Regions from separate parts of the Gossypium hirsutum genome. Here region 1 is linked to region 2. Evidence: chromatin contacts called from public Hi-C data. All regions are on one chromosome and are shown on one strand. The core of a region is the stretch at or near the end of the contact, and the rest is flanking DNA. Distances in the headings are between cores, read along the strand shown. Region 1 holds the start of LOC107901317 (actin-related protein 6). Region 2 has its middle 21 kb from the start of LOC107901318.

The links. Hi-C and Micro-C count contacts between places; a contact is called where the count stands out from the background.
Region 1: a Hi-C map of leaf shows a contact between it and region 2, with 2.2 times the contacts expected there. The contact joins the promoter of LOC107901317 here to the enhancer-like site in region 2. A contact is called at or near these places in 4 of 34 Hi-C or Micro-C datasets (all in leaf).

Annotation. Positions count from the first base shown.
Region 1 is chrD06:8,524,393-8,528,402 of Gossypium_hirsutum_v2.1, forward strand. LOC107901317 (actin-related protein 6) reads left to right here and starts at 1,502. Exons shown (of 8, transcript XM_016827263.2): 1 at 1,502-2,308; 2 at 2,431-2,638; 3 at 2,724-2,787; 4 at 2,891-2,975; 5 at 3,080-3,130; 6 at 3,223-3,285; 7 at 3,385-3,516; 8 at 3,609-4,010. The coding sequence starts at 1,623. The coding sequence ends at 3,514.
Region 2 is chrD06:8,468,889-8,472,502 of Gossypium_hirsutum_v2.1, forward strand. No RefSeq gene overlaps it. Among protein-coding and RNA genes, the nearest start is that of LOC107901318, 21 kb to the right of the region's middle. Within about 2 kb of position 1,998, at least 2 of the 9 cell types and tissues checked have an H3K27ac peak or open chromatin away from gene starts, as enhancers often do. A contact at or near this core is called in leaf, where this site is marked.

The sequences.
Region 1 (4,010 bases), core at 252-2,751, 55 kb after region 2:
AGGGATGTTACAATATCGGTTCAAATGTAAATCATACATGGTTATATGAGCTAGCAGAAGGACCGACTGAATATATAAATTGGGCTCATATAATTTGTAATCATGTTCTAACTTTTCGTCTATTAATTACAACATTACGTAGTCATGTAGTCAATCTACTAGATGTACCATGATTGAACTCTCCCCATTATATATTGTTACAAAAGCTTTTTATCAAGTGCTCGTCCAATAACCTTGTCATATGTATGTTATACTCATAGGCTACCCTTAATCTCTTTGGGTTCAATCCATTCACCAAATATGATCTTATTTTTATCTCATGATAATCATTACATTTTTTTTTATGAAAGGTTAATAAATAACACATAATAATCAAATCATCCGTCTTAGAAAAATGACCCTTGGCTACGTTATTTTTCCATCTATCGTATAATGCCAATGAGAGGATATCATTTACCTTTTAATGGGCTATGAGTTTCGCTATTGTAAATGAAGTCATGTCATGAAGAAGTTGTATATCCAACGTACCAACTTTCGGCTTTATTACCAATTGAACTCAACCTTTCAATACACCAAAGTATACGAGTCACACACACATAGTGCTCACTGACTAAGGATTGAGGTAAGTCACACTATAAACATCAGAAGCGAATAAATCCATAAAAAAAATAAAGATTTATTTCACTTGGGTCATGTCCAATGTATTGTCAGTCCAGAAAATCATATCTATGTCTCTATTTTTTAGAAGTCATTCTCTCCGATACTTAAGACAATTTATCTCCTTGCTTGGACTTGATAGACATCATAATAGTCTTTGAACCGATTTGCTCAATTTTTTTTCATCAAATTATGGACCATTTAGATTAGCTATTAATATAAGTTGTCTTCTCACATTATGATCAGACCACATAATGCAACTTAATATTATCAAAATATTAGGTAATCAGTGAACCAATATTTGCTTATTCATTTTACTTTGCATGCAAAATCTGTTGAGGACAAATACAAATGATATTAATGTGAAAGATGAAACTTTATTAAACCATACTGTTTAAAAATTACAAGTACATTATGATGAAAAACTACGCTAAGGATACTAAATCTCAAGATATTTTAAACATGTTTTTTTAATAATTTTTAAAAGTTATATATTTTTGAAATCTTTTAATTTTTAAATATTTGTTGATGTGGCAACCAAATATCGCTATTTGGTTGCATCGTTAGGTCATCACTTAAAAGTAGAAATGAATGAGTTTTTTAACAAAATGACCATATTGCTCTTTAATCTAAAGTATATAGATTAATTTATCTATTTTTTAAGTAAAGAGAGTAAAATGTAGTCCGATTTTTGATATAGAGGTTTCCATGATATATTTATTTAATCTTACTCATGTTTTAATTTCGCCTCACTTAACAACACATTTTTAAATAAATAGGAAAAAATGTAATTAGTCTCTCTTACTTTTAAATAAATAAGGCAAAATGACCAAAATTTTAAAATGAGTAAACAAGTGTACACGCTAGAAGACCAGGATTCAGGATAAGGATATAAAATTTTATTATTTTAACAATAAAAATAAATCGAATTATAGAATCAAATTGGTTCGTTCCTTTTCACCCCAATGTCAAACGTCGTCGTACTCGATAACGGCGGTGGCCTGATTAAAGCGGGCCAAGGAGGCGAGCGCGATCCCGCCGTCGTAATTCCCAACTGTCTCTACCGACCTCTTACCTCCAAAAAGTTCCTCCACCCCACCACTACCACCGAAGAAGACCTTACCTCCGCCGCTATCCGCCGCCCCATCGACCGAGGCTACCTAATCAACCCCGATCTCCAACGCGACATCTGGTCCCACCTCTTCAACTCCCTCCTCCACGTTTCCCCTTCCTCTTCCTCCCTCCTCCTAACCGAGCCCCTCTTTTCCCTCCCTTCCATCCAACGCTCCACCGACGAACTCATCTTCGAAGACTTCGGCTTCAACTCCCTCTTCGTCGCCGATTCTCCTTCCCTCGCCCACCTCTACGAGTCCAGCCGCCGTCCTGACAGCCTGCTTTCCGAGGCGCAGTGTAGTTTGGTGGTCGACTGTGGGTTCTCCTTTACCCACGTTGCCCCTGTCTTTCAGAACTGTACCTTGAATTATGGGGTGAAGAGGATAGATTTGGGTGGGAAAGCCTTGACTAATTATCTCAAGGAATTGGTTTCGTATCGCTCCATTAACGTGATGGATGAAACCTTTCTAATGGACGATGTTAAAGAGAAGCTCTGCTTTGTTTCTCTTGATGTTGAAACAGATCTCCAGATTGCCAGGTATAAAACAGAGATTACTACATTTCTTTATATACATATTTCCTTCAATGTCGATTGCAATATGTGATGAATAAGCAATTGTTTCTGCTATTTTTTTAAACGATGTAGACAAATCATTACAGGAAACAAGGAAAAGACAACCTTTTTAGATGTACCTATGTATTGCCTGATGGTGTGACTCACAAAAAGGGTTATGTTGAAGACCCTGAAGCAGCCCAGAGGCATCTCAGAGCCTCTCCATCAGCTGCCATGGAACCAAACAAAGAGGCATATCAGTTGGAAACTATCGCCAAGACTGAGGAGAGGAAGAGGGTGGATTTAACAAAAAATGTAGTGTTCCAACTTTCTCTTTCTTCTTATGTGTTACATTTTCTGCCTGCACATTTTCAATGATGTTCTTGGCTTCCTTGTGTAGGAGTTTGACTTAATGAATGAACGGTTTCTCGTTCCGGAGATGATCTTCCAACCTGCAGATTTGGGTATGTATAGCTTTAGGTTTTCCATTTCATTTGGGAATCGATCAATGACGTAAGATCAATGATGTAAGAAATGCGGACATTGTTTTTTCATCTCTTGTTGCAGGAATGAATGAGGCCGGACTAGCAGAATGCATTGTTCGAGCTGTCAATGCGTGCCATTCTTATCTTCGCCCTGTACTTTATCAAAGGTGGTTTTATGTTCTTCTAAGTGCAACCTTGAAAAATATACATGTCTTTCAAGTTTAATTAACTCATGCCACTTACAAGTGTTTTTCGTCCTGTGCTTGAACAGCATTATATTGACCGGTGGAAGTACATTGTTTCCTCGATTTGCCGAAAGACTGTAAGCTTGATTCCTGCACCATTAGACTGTATTAATCCCAATTTAAGAGACGACACTGTGATTTACAGTCATAGTTATATTCTAAATTTCAGACAAAAGGATCTTCGCCCTCTTGTCCCACATGAGTATCAAGTGAAGATAACAACTCAAAACGAGTAAATTCTCTAACTTGTATATAAGTTGTTAATATGTACATGTCTCTGCAAAGTTATTTCTATCCATTTGGTAAAAATCTTCGGGGATATGCTTGTCAGTCCGATCCTAGATGTGTGGCGTGGAGGTTCACTTTTGGTATCGAGTCCCAATTTTGAATCAACATGTGTCACCAAGGCTGAGTATGAAGAGCATGGATCGGCTCGATGTCGGAGGAGATACTTTCATTGAAGGTATGTTATCTGAACCAATGCAATGCATCTGTGTATGTAGCATTTAGGTTTCGGGTTTAAGGTTCTTGGATTCTCTTCTACTGTACATGAAGGAAGATGTTGCTGGATATCAACTGGCTGTTATAAGAGCTTGAGCGTATCTTCCATGGTGAACAGCATTCTTTCCACGAAGGGTCGATCTCATATGCTCGCATCAAACTTGATTTGGTAAATTACTAAAATTTGAGCTCTTGAATCAATGTGTTTTCCTTGTGGAAATGAATTTCTCCACAATTAGCCAGGCATTTAAGAGGTTAGCTTTGTGAAAATGCAACGATGGGCCACAATCACTGAAGAATATATGACTCGATTGATGGACTTGTATTTATATAGGTAGTTGCTCGACTAAATTGGTGTTGGGTTAATTGGACATCAATTCAGTTGGGAAATGAGTAGAAATTTATTTTTGTTTTATGAGATTTTATTTTGAGGGTGTTTTTGTTGTTATTTTCTGC
Region 2 (3,614 bases), core at 748-3,247:
ATAGTTTTTAAGAGTAATGATATCTTAGATTCAGTTAGTTATTTTTTGGGAGTATGATTCTTAAAAGTGATTGAGCTTTTATGCATTTGATCTTTGCAATTACTTCAAAAAAAATACACAACTTAGTTTTATCGTCTTTCAAATTTCTATATGGTATCAGAGCATCTAAAGCTCTTAAAAGCCTAATCTTATTTTTATTTTTTTCCTTTCTACTATCTCACGCACAAATAACAAAATTTCTACCCTTCTATTTCACTTAGTCATTTTGAAGCTCGTGTCAATTTTGCTTTAAGTCATTCATCGATCAACTTTTGGAGTTTTTACTCTGATACCTCTTATCATGTGACAGTGAATTCGCACAATCTCCATAAGTATAGGAGAACAGAATAAGCATTTATCCACTTACATATGTTCTTATAAATATAATTTCAAGCTTTTTAACCATTTATGTGCTCATTCCATTAAACAAACATTATCTTTGTTTCAAAATTTTGCCAAAATGATCTAACATCAATTGATTTTTTTCCTTTTAATTTTCTTGTAAAGGATTTGCATACTCAAAAGTCGTTGATGTGGGGTCGAAAACAGAATAAGAATAAACTTTATTAGTGGCCTCCTCTATATAACCCACTATCATTTGCTTATCACTTATCTATCCAAGTTCAAATTCAACTATGGCATCACCAACTAGGTCATCTATATTTAAAAGATCTACATTTTCTTTTGAATAAAATTTCCCTGCCATTCTCTACAAAAGACATTGTTTTTTTGTTGCGTAAGAGAGAGGTAACAAGTGAAGGAGGAGCAATTCCCCTTATATGGGTGGAGAGTCGTGAAGAGATGAGGTAACTAAGATACTATAGTGAGGAGCTGGAGAATTAGGAGAGAGAGAGAAAGAGAAGAGGAAAAAGAAGATCCGTCTACCAAAGAATAGGAGAGGCATATTTAAGTTTGACTACTCCATGCCATGTGTCATCTTTTGATAGGTAGACACGTCATTCAATGGTTACTTATTAAGTTGGCAATGTGATCTAACGTGACTAGATTGCAGGTAATATGGGTGATAAGTGATAGTTATCTGATCAAAATGGCTAGGTTATCAACAGTGGATGAGTGGCATACATGTAATTCCGACAATATGTGTAGGATGAAATATGTAGACCAAGTGGTAGTATTTTTACCCACCAATGCCTTATATGCTATATTGCATGGGTTCAAATCCCACCAAACGCAAATGTTGAGATTTCCTTGGTGGGTGGTTGTGCCCCACGCACGGTCCGCCTTCTCAGGCATCTAACAAGATGTTTTCGCCCTATGAACCCTCACCTCCTTAAGAACTTGAGGTCTTAACAAAGTCATTTTACAAACTTGTTCAGGCTCTTGACAAAGTCGAAAAACAAAACCCTATCGATGACAATATTAACTCGTTAAAATATTTGTCGACTCCCGACAAACAACAATTCAAATATTTCTAAAAAAAATGATCTCATTTCAACTATTTATTATCCTTAAAACAATGGGCTACAATTACAAATTTTGCAAACTCATGTTGGGGACAAAATATTATATAATAGTATAGAAAATATACTTTTTTGTCAATTGAAAAATTCATAGTTTCATTTAATCTTTTTAACCATTTAATTAAATAGAAAAATCATATTTTTAATAAATTAAGTAATATAACAGAACTTTTAACTTTGGCTATCAATGTTATTTTATTTATTTATCATCTCAACCTCTCCACAATATTATTTTTGACATGGACGTTGATTAATCATATTTTAGAAAATAATAGAAGTGAGCCTAATACCATTGTTATAATCACAAGTACATGATGTGATGGAGGAAGCACAAAGTTCCAGAATGTGAAGATTGGTGGCCAACAAAGGTCAAGGCGCCAGCCAACTTCCTAACGCCCGTTTAGTCATTTCATCTACCAAACCATCCTCATCTTATTCTATAATTTTGGTCTCATATGTCTTGGCTTTTCATACGACAATAATTATAGACGATTTTGGTCTCATTCTGATGGACAATCATAAAGGTAAATGCATCCCTATCACTCATTTACTTTCCATTCTTCGATCCTCAACATTGTCGGCATACAAAAATATGTCCTTCGCCTTTCATTTTATTTATTAGATACCCAAATCGGTAGTGACTCGTGAATATATAAAATGTCCGGTTGGAAACTTCTCATTTGCTTCTTAATATTACAATATAAAATATATGTTTTAACATCACAAAAAATTAGTTAAAATGTTACTCATAAGTGTTATTTTATAAAATATTCATTTTTCCCTTAATGACAATTTAAACTCGTAAAATATTAACCTGATTTTTTTACCATGAAATGATTCTTTTCTAAAATAACCATGTTCACTATTTACCAAAAAAGATAAATATTTTTTTAATCGAAAATAAATGTATCAAGTCTACTAAATATATCTTAAAATCATTCACATCAATACCTAGATTGCTAAGCATATTAGAACCAATAATAATAGACTAAACATATTAGAATTTGAATACCAATAATAGAATTACTCATCACTACTTTTGATAAGTTGAAACCAACCATCTTGTATATCTTGGCTTTTCAATTAATGGAAGTTGAACCTTGATATGTGTCTCATCTAAAGCTCCTAAGTAATTCTATCACAATAATGAATGAATAATATAACAATTGGTAATATAAAATTCAAAATGAAATTACCTTCAACATCTTCCATCTTCCATCTTTTAAATAAAAGATGATGAATTCGAAATCAAGACTTTATTAAAATGCCTATTGACCGACTCACCAAACCTACCAATCCAATCCTTACAAGTTCAATTCTTTACGTGGTGGGATAAAATAAAAAGAAACATAGCAACTTGTTCATCAATTTTCATATATCTAGACATCCTAAGTTGGTCGATACAAATTTGCTCATCGTAATAAACAAGTGACCTAATTTCTTCTCTTTTCTTACGGTAATTTAGGTGATATTTTTCATGGCGGGTCTAGGACTTTACATAATAGTACTTGTAGCAATGACAATAATGATTCTATAGATTAATGCTAATAACTCATATAAAGAACATAAAATAACTATTAATTTTTGCCACATTCTTTGCTCCCTACTAAGTGAAATTCTTCCCTATACATCATTTTTATTCAAAACCTAATCCAAGTCGAGCTATCAAAACAACTTGCACAATATTTAAATTATTATAGTTATAATTTAATTTTTGCACAATATATATACATGATGTATATATATATATTTAATTTTCAAAAAATAATTTTATCATATATTTATATTTATATATTCTGCAGTAAAAAATATCAAAAATTTATTATTGATATATTATTATATTTTCCAACATATAATTGAAAAAGAGTAAAATAGAGTTAGAAGGTACATTCCACTATCAAAAATTTCAAATTCGGTTTTTGATTATATATTTATTTTCAATTTGGTTAGCAATTTATCTTTGGATTGCTCTAAAATACTTAGATTGAACAAAACCTTTAAAGATGAATTTCTATTTTTAGAATCAGTGCTCAATGACTTAAAAGACCAAAATATTTGTCAACTAATATTTAAATTCAATACTGAAGAGTTTTC